3 separate regions of the Mus musculus genome follow, and all the other regions are linked to region 3. A link is a contact called in public HiChIP or PLAC-seq data. All regions are on one chromosome and are shown on one strand. Each heading gives the region's core, a stretch centred on a gene start, on an enhancer-like site or on the middle of the called end of the contact. The rest is flanking DNA. Distances are from core to core; before and after follow the strand shown.

Region 1 (3,720 bases), core at 413-2,912, 360 kb before region 3:
ATGGCATCATCTCACCAGGCCATCCTGGGTGGGGGTTGCAGGGTGTTCAAACAGGATGTTGCCTGTGGGATCTGTGAAACGAACCCTGCTGGGACGGTCCAGCCTGTGAAGAGAGGTCCAGTGAGACTGGATCTATAGCCTACAGGCTCCTCTTTATTGCCCCCTTTACTACTCCTAGTCCTTGCCCTTTTCCCGGTCTCACCGCTGGTAGGAGACAGAGAAGCGTAAACTTGAGCGCAGCAAAGAGACTCGAGCACGAGCTACCGCCTGCGACCTCGGTCCTGTCAGCAGCGCCACAAAGTCTTCGAGAAGAGAAGATGGCCTGAGCACTGTCAAGCCTTGCCGCGGGACTCAAACTTCATCAGGCCCACCTCCACCCCAGCCTACCTGTGTGGCCATCAGCACGGGTCCGCTCCCCAACGCCGGGTTCCCCTCGATCACTGTAACTGCGATGCTCTGGATCCCTTGGATACTCGAAGACCAGGCCAGCGGGCTGTGGATCTAGATTGCTGCGCTCTGCATCCGGGGTAAGGAATAAGACGGCTGGCTTCAGAAAGGTACCAGGAGGACCAGTCCTCCTCCGCGATGCAAGTCGTACAGGACCTAGTGTAGAGCCTTCCACCCTCCTAACTCCGGGCACAGCGGGCCTCACCCTGCGGGCAGGTCTGGCAGCAGTGTCCTGGCAGCTGGCGCGGCTGCCTGCAGGCCAGGGTGGGGCACTGAGGTTTGATGTTCTTGCAGCTGACCCTGCCAGGACCCCTCCCACGGCGAGCCCACTGAGGCTGATGGCAGAGAACATAGGAAAATTAAGGGAATGAAACCATCAGACCCCAGGGCTGCAGACAGTCAATTCTGCTATTTACAAGTTACATGGCCCGTCCAAAGTTTCTTAACTTCTCTGAGCCTCGGCGTCCCTGTCTGCAAAGTAGAACTAATAATGTCATTTATCTAGCAATACTGTAACGGGAGGGGGGAAGTTGGCTAAAAGCCAGTCACATTGTGGGCGATCAATAACTGTCAACACCGCAGACTTGAAAGCGGTTTCCTCCGATTTGCGGACCAGCCTTCCCCTGAGCATCTCCGAGTCTACTACTTAGGACACCAGCGTTCCGCTACCCTCTAGAGTAGGGCAGGCAGCTGCGTTATCCACTCACCGCTTCACAGGCGCACAGCACGCAGCGCATCACCCCAAAAGGCTCCCCCAGGTCCGGGTGCCACGTCTCGTCCAAGGCATAGACCTTCCCGCCGAAGGAGCAGCCTGCGGGGACGGGCTTGGCTGGCGGCCGCTGTCCGGTTGCTCGTGCCGTAATGCCTGCTCCGGGCTCTGCCCGCCAGGCCCATGGTCCCTTGGCACCGTGCACCTCGCCGCCTCTGCTTTCCCCTCCCACCCTCCCGCTGCGCGAAGCCACCTGCGCCCGGGGCCCTCTCCCTGTGGATGTAGACTTGCCAGGAGTCAGACTCCCCTCCCGCACCTCCCCCTGGAGCCCACCTACCTGCCGCTCCCCGGACAGGCAGCGGCTCCTTCTCGGAACGGATGGGCAGTGCTGGGGGCTCAGGGCCAGTGCCACTGGCCGGCCGCGAGCCGAGCAGCAGCAGCCCGAGGAGCAGCCGCGGGGCCGGCGGGGCCGGGAGGCTCGGCATGACGCGGAGCAGACAGCTGGGGAGGCGGGCGGGAGGAGGGAGCAGGAGAGGGAGTAGGGCCGGACCGGAGGCGGGCCGGCAGGAGGGGGCCGGGGCCAGGAGGGGGGCAGTGGCGAGGGGCTCGTCTCACAGTCGCCTGGTCGGCTCCCGGCCGGGCGGGGCGGGAGAGAGCGGGCGGAGGGGCGCTGACCCGGGCCGTACTCCACTTTAGTGCCCTAGGCGCCGGCTCTGGCCCGTTTTATGCCCGCGCCAGGCGTCCGGGCCCGGGGCCTCCTCTTCAGCAAACGGGGCGCGGCGGCGGCTCCACAAGGAGCCCGGCTGAGCCCGGGGGGTCCGGCCCAGCAGCAGCGGCCGGATCGCGAGTGGGGGAGGGGGACAGGCTGGGACCCGGCAGGGGAGGAGGGAGGGACTGGAGGAGGGGGGAGCGGAGTGGGTAGGGGGAAGGGAGGAACTAGGGGGCGCAAAGAGGGAGAGGAGAGGCGGGCCTCGACACCCCCACACACGCTCCTTGCGACCACCCCTGGAGGTGGTGTCCACCCCAAGACCAGAGGCTCAGGCTAGTGAAGGGCAGAGGCTGAGCCTCGGGCCTGTGGCACTCTTGAACGAGATGGGCCGCTGGAGGATGAGGACTTGTCTTTGAAAATGACACCGATCCACCCCTACCTAGGACCCACAGCACCCCCTTCCTTTCACTCTGGCTGTATTCCTATTTCCCTTCTAAGGTCTCTCCTCTTTCTTCACTTCCCAGGGACAGGAACCTAGCCTGTGCTTCCCAGAATCAAGCAGTGCTTCCCTGAGTGGAGTCATAATTCACCAGCACCCCAACCTGCTCTCAAGTCCATCCAACTACCACCTCTGGCTCTCTCATGCTTTTCCTTCATCCAAGAGATGACCCTCTTCCTCTCCAGCTCAGTCCCCACCTCCTTTGTCCTGCTTTTCTAGACAAGCCTCCCCATCCTACACACACACACACACACACACACACACACACACACACACACACACGCGCGCGCGCGCGCGCGCGCGCGCGCACCGTTCTTCCCACTATCCCAGCACTAGGCTTCCTAATCTTAGAAGGCATCTCTTATTCAACTGGAGAATTCCGGGATCCAGGCCATACGCCTCAGTAGATAGCCCATCCTCTCTGAGGCGCAGAGAAAGCCTGAGGAAGACAAGGGAGAGAGGACAGGGTCAGGCCACAAGGTCCCTGAGGACAGAGACTGTGGGGAGACAGGGACTGGGGAGAAAGCACAGGAGCTAGAGCCAGGGCCAAAGGAAGAGAGGAGCCAGCAAAGAGGTATTTGTGGGGGAGGCTCGGCAGCTGTCCTTCCTAAGACAGGGACAGATGGGCCTGGTTATTTCTCTTGTCACATGTATAGTGGTAGGACTAGAAGAGGATCATTGAGCAATCAAGGGCAGGCTTGCCCACAGAGCTGAGGGGGTTTAGCGCTCCAGGTCCCTGTACCCCTAGTAGAAAGACTGAGCCCAGTCAATCTGTCTGTCTGTCTGTTTGTCTGTCTGTCTGTCTGTTTTAAATAAGATCTCATTATGCAGCCCTGGCTCACTAGGTAGACCAGGCTAGCCTTAAACTCTCTGAGATCCACCTACCTCTGCCTCCCAAGTGCTGAGAATCAAGACATGCTCTGGGCTCAATCTTTTGGAACTCACTCTGTAGACCAGGCTGGCCTCGTACTCAGAAATCCACCTGCCTCTGCCTCCCAAGCGCTAGAATTAAAGGAGTGTGCCACCACTGCCCAGCTCTGGGCTCTTTTTTTTTTTTTTTGTTTTTGTTTTTTTTTATTTATTTATTTTTATTATATGTAAGTACACTGTAGCTGTCTTCAGACACTCCAGGAGAGTCAGATCTCGATGGTTGTGAGCCACCATGTGGTTGCTGGTATTTGAACTTCGGAAGAGCAGACGGGTGCTCTTACCCACTGAGCCATCTCACCAGCCCCTCTGGGCTCAATCTTAACCAAACACATATCCCTTTACTTCCCGGGTCCCACATATTGTCCATACTGTCTTTCTGATAACGTGATCATTTTCTAATATAGGCAATACCTACTTTGCCAGTTG
Region 2 (3,973 bases), core at 733-3,232, 280 kb before region 3:
TCAAGGACAAAAGCAAGCCAATTAGGAGGCTACTCAAAATACACTGCAAAGTAAAGACTTCTGGGTCACAGTTGCACCAACAGGACAAATGTGACTCAACTGAGGGTTTTTAAGACATAAAAGGGGCTCACAACCATCCGTAATGAGATCTGACGCCCTCTTCTGGTGCATCTGGAGACAGCTACAGTGTACTTAGATATAATAATAAATAAATCTTAAAAAAAAAAGACATAAAAGGGATGAATGTACATGGGACAGAAGAGAGAGAAGGGACATTAAATATAAGCCTTAGAAAGCCAGGCATACTGGCTTATGCCTCTAACCCCAGCACTCCAGATAGAGGCAGGAGGAGGAGGAAGGTCATAAAATAAAGTTCCGTCTAGGCCACACAGCCGAGTTTGAGGTCAGCTAGAGGGGCTGGAGAAAAGGATCAACACTTAGGAGGACTTCCTGCACGCTCATGAAGATCAGAGTTCAAATCCCAGCACCTATTAAGACATCCCAAAAACCTCCAAAAACCAAAATCAAAAAGACATCCCAAAACCAACTATAAAGACCGAGGGTCTTTAGGCATGCATAGGCGTGACACTTATGCATATGCACATGCATACAAGCACATGCATTCAGGCACACACATATATGCACACACTATAAAAATTTTAAATTAAGTCAGAAACACATCGTGCTAAGAAAATCTTAAGATATAATGAAGCAGAAACTTCTAAGGAGCTGAGAAGCATTCTCAGGCTTTCCACTGGAGAATCAGTCTCACTGTGATGAACTTTCCAGCTAGATGGGGTCCACTAGGCTTTCAGTGACTTAGCATTAAAAAAGGAATTATTCAACTGGACAGGTCCCAGCCATATTCTGAATTACCTTATTCTCCCCAGGGGCCATGTTCTCATAGATTTCCTTCAATTTGCCATAGTGTGGACGCAGAAATTTGAGAGGCTTGGGTACTGAAGTCATGGAAGTTGTAGAAGAACGAATTTGTCTTCTCAGTTCCTCCAGAGCTGGTCGATATAGAGATGTATCTTTCTCCTAATAGGGGATGTTAATGCTCAGACCAAAAGGAGTCACATTTCTCCACATCACGACCCATACATACTTAACCAATGCTTTGGTCAAAGACATAACTGGCTCCTATTTCATGATGCCTCAACCCCTGTAAATGACCTGAGACCCATGACCCCATTTAAATACCCTTTGTAACTCTTCCCTCAAATTATCGTAATATCTAATATGTGGTATCTAATTGTTGCCTCAAAATGAAATAGAGTAAACAAATGAGAAACATCAACTATACTCCCCCTGTAGTAACATCTTGACTCACCCCGAGTCGCTCCACGAGCATCTCCAGTTCATCTTGAAGCTGTTTGTCCTCCTCAGACTGGAGGGTTAGGGGAAGAAGCTCATCAAAAGTGGGGACCCGAATCACATTCTCCTCCCACTTACCCCGGGACAGGTGAAGAGTGTGAATGTCTATGGACAAGAAGAGGGCGTGGGATAGGGAAGCAGCCCTATAGGAAAGGCTGTCTACCTTAGGAACCAGGCAGACTCTGCTTGGAAGCCATTCTAGGAAATAACCAAAGAACCGCGATGTGATGGTGAGGGCCTCAGGGAGTGACAGTGCGTAATGGGGCGGGCAGGGTATAAAGAAAGGGTCGCCCCATCCTGAGTCTCCCCGGTGCGGTGGGCAGTACGGAGTCGGGCCCGAGGCCTTCGAGCCAGCAGTGACTCAGCCCAAGGCCTCCTCCTCGGGCTCCCCAGGCTGCGCCTCACCAGCTCCTGCTCTTTGTCTTTTTCCCCGGCATCCCTTCGCTCCTTGCCACTCGACTTCTCGTCCGCGCCGCTGGGGGTTGTCGCGGAGGGCTGTTGGGACTGCACGGGTGTCTTGTCTCGTCCACCCTCCTCCATCTCCGCCACTACTGCCGGCCTGCTGCGCGCGCACCTGCTCGCACCGCCCCTTTTCCCAGAAGGCCACGCGCGTTGTCCTCCAGACCGGAAGCGCCCTGCGGATCCCGAGTCCCGCCCTCTGGAGCAGGACGGGAATTACTGTTCCGGCTTCCAGCCCGAACGGCTACTGTTGAGTTAGGGTGTCTCTGTGCGTGCAAGGGTGGTCTGACTGCAGAGATGCCTAGCTCTCCGATCCTGTAGCTTCACCACAACTGGATGCATGGTACGATGAGAAGGTCATCCTGAAGACAGGACGTCCATACATGTTCATGCTTGCTTTAGTCCTCTGTAGGAGATTTCTATGAGCTCAAAACTCTTCAAGTCTTGACCGAGTCTGTGTGACTTCGGTGTAATTATGCCACTACTACTGTGGAATAGTAACCGCAAACCATTTCCCCCAAAGTGAAGATGAAATTTACTTATTTATTATCCCAGGTTAGCCTCGAACTTACTTTCTAGCAGAGAATAACTTCATTACAGACATGAGCTGCTGATGCGTGTAGATCTTGGATTCTAGGCATAACCATCCATTTCCACTGCCAATGACTTCTTCAGCCTTTGGAGAGAGATTGAACAGCCCATTGCTGCTCTGCCTGTTCTATAGCCGTATAGTCCTCTGTAGGAAATGTCTACCGGTTTCTGTTTCTATGACTTCTATCACAGATAAGAATACATACATACGTACATACATGCATACATATATCAGGCACATACCATATGTATGGTATATAAATATTTAGTATGTATATTTCATGTATACATATGTGTGTATATGTATATATGTGTGTATATGTATATATATATATATATATAATCAACAGTCACATACCAATTAGTATGTTGGAGATGAATTGGAAATTGTGCCCTAAAAGGTTTATCAAGAAGCTGATGAGTCCAGATGAAGAGGATATGAAAAGCTGTTGGGATATATTTCAAGTTATTTTGTAGGAATACATTGTTTTGAAATAAAAACTTGGAAAAATGTGGGAAACTCAAACTTTCAAAACATGATATTAGAAACAAATCCTGCCATGCACCAGCAGTGTGGTTTTGGTAAGCTACCTAAATTAAGTCTGTTTTCTGCCTATGTGAAGTACAAAAAGTTTCTCTTGTAAGAACACTTAAAGAATGAAATGAGCTGGGCAGTGGTGGCGCACACCTATAATCCCAGCACTTGGGAGGCAGAGGCAGGCAGATTTCTGAGTCCAGCCTGGTCTACAGAGTGAGTTCCAGGACACAGAAAAACCCTGTCTCAAAAAAAAACAAAAAAAAAAAAAAAAGAAAAGAAAGAAAGACAGACAGAAAGAAAGAAATGAGCCAGGCATCGTGGCCCATACTTTCAATCCCAATATTTGGGATTAAATAAGGAGGCAAAGGCAGGTGGATCTCTGTGTGTTCAAGGCTAGCCTGGTCTACAGAGTGAGTTCTAAGCAAGCCAGGAACTACACAATGAGACCCTGTTGAAAGTTTTAATAGTGTCTAACTTTTTACACCACTTGGGGTGATAATGCTCCCCTCAAGAGCCAACGACTAACACAATCTCAGGGCCAGGCATAGAAAACCTTCCTCAGAGTTGTTGGTCAGGAGGGTCCGAGAGACTCCTAAAACAATATAAGCTATTGCTGTTGTCCTTGGTTGCCTACCAGAACTTGAAGGTAAGGCTTTGTTGCTAAGGAATTGAGTGGAACTGACCTGGAGGCCTCTTCCCTGAGGTCTGGCTCTCACAATGTCTTAAGGCGCTCTGTAAGCTGCCAAAGAGAAGAGCAATCAATAGTCCTAGCCAGCTGTAAATCGTATAAATCAGAATGACCAGCTCAGTGTAACACTCCCAAAGCTGCAACAACGTCACTTTATTTTGAGGGTAACCAACAACCACCTAATTGGACTTGAGTCCTGCTCAGCAGGAGGGAATTCCTGCTAAGTACTATAAATCTAGCCAACTAAGATTGCCATTAAAGCTACATAATGATATTGGGTCAGTCGCTATTTTTTGTATGTGATATTTTCCCAAAAGACA
Region 3 (3,437 bases), core at 166-2,665:
TCCCTCTGGGCCTTGTTCTGGGTGGTACTGAGTAGGGGACCTTCAGTGAGAACACCTCTGCCTTTGGTGGATGTTAGGTGTTGTAGGGCAGACCGGTGCTTTTCTGCTCTCACAGGTAACTAATCAGATACTGCAGTGTGCTGACAGAGTACTGAGGGCACATGTGAGCTTTTTGCAGGGGATGTAGGTCACCTTACACAAACTGAACACATCCGGGTAGGGACAGCTTTGACTAAGATTGAAAGGAGGAGGGGAAGAGGGCACAGCAGCGGGAAGTTGAACTGTGGCTAAGGAATGATGTGAAGTCCCGTGGCTGCTGAGTAGAGCCATGGGAAGCCACGAAACGGGAAAGGACCCGACAGCCCACCAGTGCAGAGTGCAAAAGCAAGCAGACAAGTTTGGGGTTCTGTGGTTGCAGAGGGAGAAAGTGGCAGGTCAGAGATGCAGGAATGGATGACTGCAATGTGACTTTATCACCTGGACAAATTAGAGGACAATGTAATAAACTCTTTGTTTTGAGAGGTTAGGTCTCGACCAGCTTAGTGGACAATAAACAGGATAGGAATGTGGATTGCAAAAAATTTAAGAGATTGTTAGTACAGGAAATTAGTGTAGATTATTGTAGGACGTTGTCTTAAGAAAGCAGGTGTGTGCCGGGCGTGGTGGCACACGCCTTTAATCCCAGCATTTGGGAGGCAGAGGCAGGCGGATTTCTGAGTTCGAGGCCAGCCTGGTCTACAAAGTGAGTTCCAGGACAGCCAGGGCTACACAGAGAAACCCTGTCTCGAAAAACCAAAAAAAAAAAAAAAAAAAAAAAAAAAAAAAACCAAGAAAGCAGGTGTGTGGGCACAGTGTCTGCCTGTGATCCCACCACTCAGGAGACTGAGATAGATCAGGGTCAGTGTAGGCCTGACACAGATGCTTAGTATCAAAAAATAAATAAGAACTTGGATGTGTCACAGTTTTGTTATTACTCAATAAATGCTTCTCTAGTGTGGGTCCTGTAGACATTCATCTGAATGAACATCTTATGACTGGAATTTTTTTTCTTATGTTATTAGATTAATTCGAAAAAGGAAGCTACTGGTTCACAAAAATCACAAGACAAGGGCCCTAAGCCAGGGTCAGTGAAGAAGGAGAAGGCGGTGAAGTCGGAGGAAGGTAAGGACATTTTTGACAGGTTTATCAGGAAAAATGCCACATGGAGATAATGCTTCCTGTCACTGTGTTACATTTCTAGAATAACAAAGTTCCGAGATAATTTAGGTGTGGGACCTTGGGTGTGCTCAAACAAGGGAAGTTAGCTGACCTCTGATCCTTTGCCTTTTCTTCATGCAAGGAATGGAGTCCGCTGTGGGTAATTAGTGCTGAATCATCCTGAGTCAGCCTGCTGACCCTCCCTCCCTTCCTCCCTCCCTTCTGGTCACCTCTGTACTTACTTTGGTGTCCTGAGCAAGAACTGATTGTCTTAGCTGAAGGACAGGTCCAGTGTCTAGCAGAAGTCTCTGGATTGAGGGTCAGGATCCTAGGGGAGTCTCTCCCGCCACAGAGCAGATCAAGGTGGTATTTCTTGAGATGTGCAGAGCATTGTTCTTGGTTTCTGTTTAAATGCTGTGCATTGGGCATCCTGGGGTTCTAGGACTGTATCTGGTTATCAAATGCAGCCTTTGGTGTAGTGGGGAATTTTTATATGTCTGAAGCTATTTTTCCATGTCTAAAAGGCATTTTTTTTACTATGTTTATTACAGTTGGAGTCACAGTTAAAGCTCGAGTTAATAAAGCCGAGTTCTTTGTTTTCAGAGTCTGTGCTAGACCAGTAGGCTTATTGCCTGGTCCTGGCAGTGTTTGCAGAGAATTCTACACAAGTTCCAGGCGGCAGTTTTCTTTCTTGGACTTCTTACCAGATTGGGGTCTGAGAGACTGTTTGTATGATATAGGCATTTTCATGGCTGTGAGTCTGAAGCATACATCACCTTTGAAATCAGAAGAAAATGCAGTTTGTTTAATGATCTCTTTACTGAATCACCTCCTTACCTTATAACTGGAATTTTTAGGATTAAAGCCTGGGTTCTATAGCACCAATAAATGGTTCAGCCAACAGTCCTGAGTTTACCAGGTAATGATGAAAATCAAGAGAGAACATTTATTCAATGTGACTGCCTTTGGAAGGGGTACGGATAACGGGGTCCAGTGACCCCAAGTTCACTTGTAGTGGCCTGACATGAGCTTTAGGATTAAATAGAGGAATACCTGGGCACATGGTTTGCACAATAAAGCAATTCTAGTCAGAGTGCTTCTTGCCCGTCCTGGTTCTCAGGTGATCTGCCTGTTTTTACAAGATGGTCCAGGGTACAACCCTGCTTGTTGGATAATTACTGTCCTGGGTGGGAACTACCTGCCTCCTTGTGAGGTTTGTGACTTATGTTATGTATGGGTCTGGGGTTGTTCAGAGATTCACCAGTCTGACCAAGAATAATTTTAACAAAGAGGCTTTTTATTTAGATACTAGCCTGCTGGGACTATAGCATCCAGCGCTGGGATTCCCAGGGTGCAGCATCAAGTCACAAGAAATCAGAGGGCTGGAGAGATGGCTCAGTGGTTAAGAGCACTGACTGCTCTTCCAGAGATCCAGAGTTCAATTCCCCGCAACCACATGGTGGCTCACAACCATTTGTAATGGGACCCAATGCCCTCTTCTGGTGTGTCTGAAGACAGCTACAGTGTACTCATTTACATAAACAAAGAAATAAATAATTTAAAGAAAAAAGAAAAGAAAGTTAGTTATACAGGCAAAGAAAGTTACATTGCATTTATGTGCAGGCACACATCCTGCAAGTGAAAGGCCACATTCTGTTTAAGTTTAAGCACACACTTTTGCAGAAGCCAGGTTAACCTTCTGCATAACAATTTTGTTAGAAAGATAAGAATAGCCCTTAACATTCTAGGAAGCTTCCTCCCTTTGGCCCAGTGTAGCTTTTAGGTTAGAGCTGAGTGATAAAGAGAAAAGGCAAGGAAAGGACCTGACTGCTTCTGGGTGTGCTGTAGGAGCAAGTTTATTATAGATAAAAAAGAGACCGCCAGAGGCAGACATGTCTGAGAGAGTCCAGAGTGGTCGTGACTCTGAACCAAGTGAGAGGGAATGAGGAGAGGGACAGGAGAGGGAAGAGAGGGGAGCCAGGAGCACCCAGGAGGCCGAAGCTACAAAAGGGGTGAATAACAAAAATGCCTGGATTAGACTGGGAAGAACCTCTGGGGGATGGGCAGCCTCACTCCTGGGCTTGAGAGTTCAGGGTCGAGAGTGGGGTGTGCCATCTGTACCCTGTAACAGGTAAGGGACTGAGGGGTACAGAACTTGGAGGCCAGGTCTGCTTTGATGTATTAAATAGGCACCTCAGCCACTTCCCTGGGTTTGAAAACTTACCAAGAGGTAATTTTGT

Evidence for each region. HiChIP or PLAC-seq counts read pairs in DNA pulled down with a chosen protein or histone mark.
Region 1: a FOXA1 HiChIP or PLAC-seq map of pancreatic cancer cells shows a contact between it and region 3. The contact joins the promoter of Chrd here to the enhancer-like site in region 3. A contact is called at or near these places in 3 of 39 promoter capture datasets (cranial neural crest, liver and pre-B cells), 1 of 115 datasets of contacts at active chromatin or transcription factors (pancreatic cancer cells) and 1 of 9 other capture datasets (liver).
Region 2: an H3K4me3 HiChIP or PLAC-seq map of bone marrow-derived macrophages shows a contact between it and region 3, with 4 times the contacts expected there. The contact joins the promoter of Psmd2 here to the enhancer-like site in region 3. A contact is called at or near these places in 3 of 39 promoter capture datasets (the 3T3-L1 cell line and hippocampal neurons), 3 of 115 datasets of contacts at active chromatin or transcription factors (bone marrow-derived macrophages and embryonic stem cells) and 1 of 9 other capture datasets (adipose tissue).

The regions. Positions count from the first base shown.
Region 1 is chr16:20,731,069-20,734,788 of GRCm38.p6, reverse strand. It overlaps Chrd (chordin), which reads right to left and starts at 1,662. Exons shown (of 23, transcript NM_009893.2): 1 at 1,494-1,662; 2 at 1,155-1,258; 3 at 653-782; 4 at 388-516; 5 at 203-302; 6 at 16-103. The coding sequence starts at 1,641. It also overlaps a transcript of Thpo not described here.
Region 2 is chr16:20,649,661-20,653,633 of GRCm38.p6, reverse strand. Psmd2 (proteasome (prosome, macropain) 26S subunit, non-ATPase, 2) reads right to left here and starts at 1,982. Exons shown (of 21, transcript NM_134101.2): 1 at 1,783-1,982; 2 at 1,334-1,390; 3 at 877-1,041. The coding sequence starts at 1,917.
Region 3 is chr16:20,369,844-20,373,280 of GRCm38.p6, reverse strand. Abcc5 (ATP-binding cassette, sub-family C (CFTR/MRP), member 5) reads left to right here. Exons shown (of 30, transcript NM_013790.2): 17 at 1,062-1,161. Among named protein-coding and RNA genes, the nearest start is that of Cyp2ab1, 46 kb to the right of the region's middle. Within about 2 kb of position 1,415, at least 87 of the 459 cell types and tissues checked have an H3K27ac peak or open chromatin away from gene starts, as enhancers often do. A contact at or near this core is called in bone marrow-derived macrophages and pancreatic cancer cells, where this site is marked.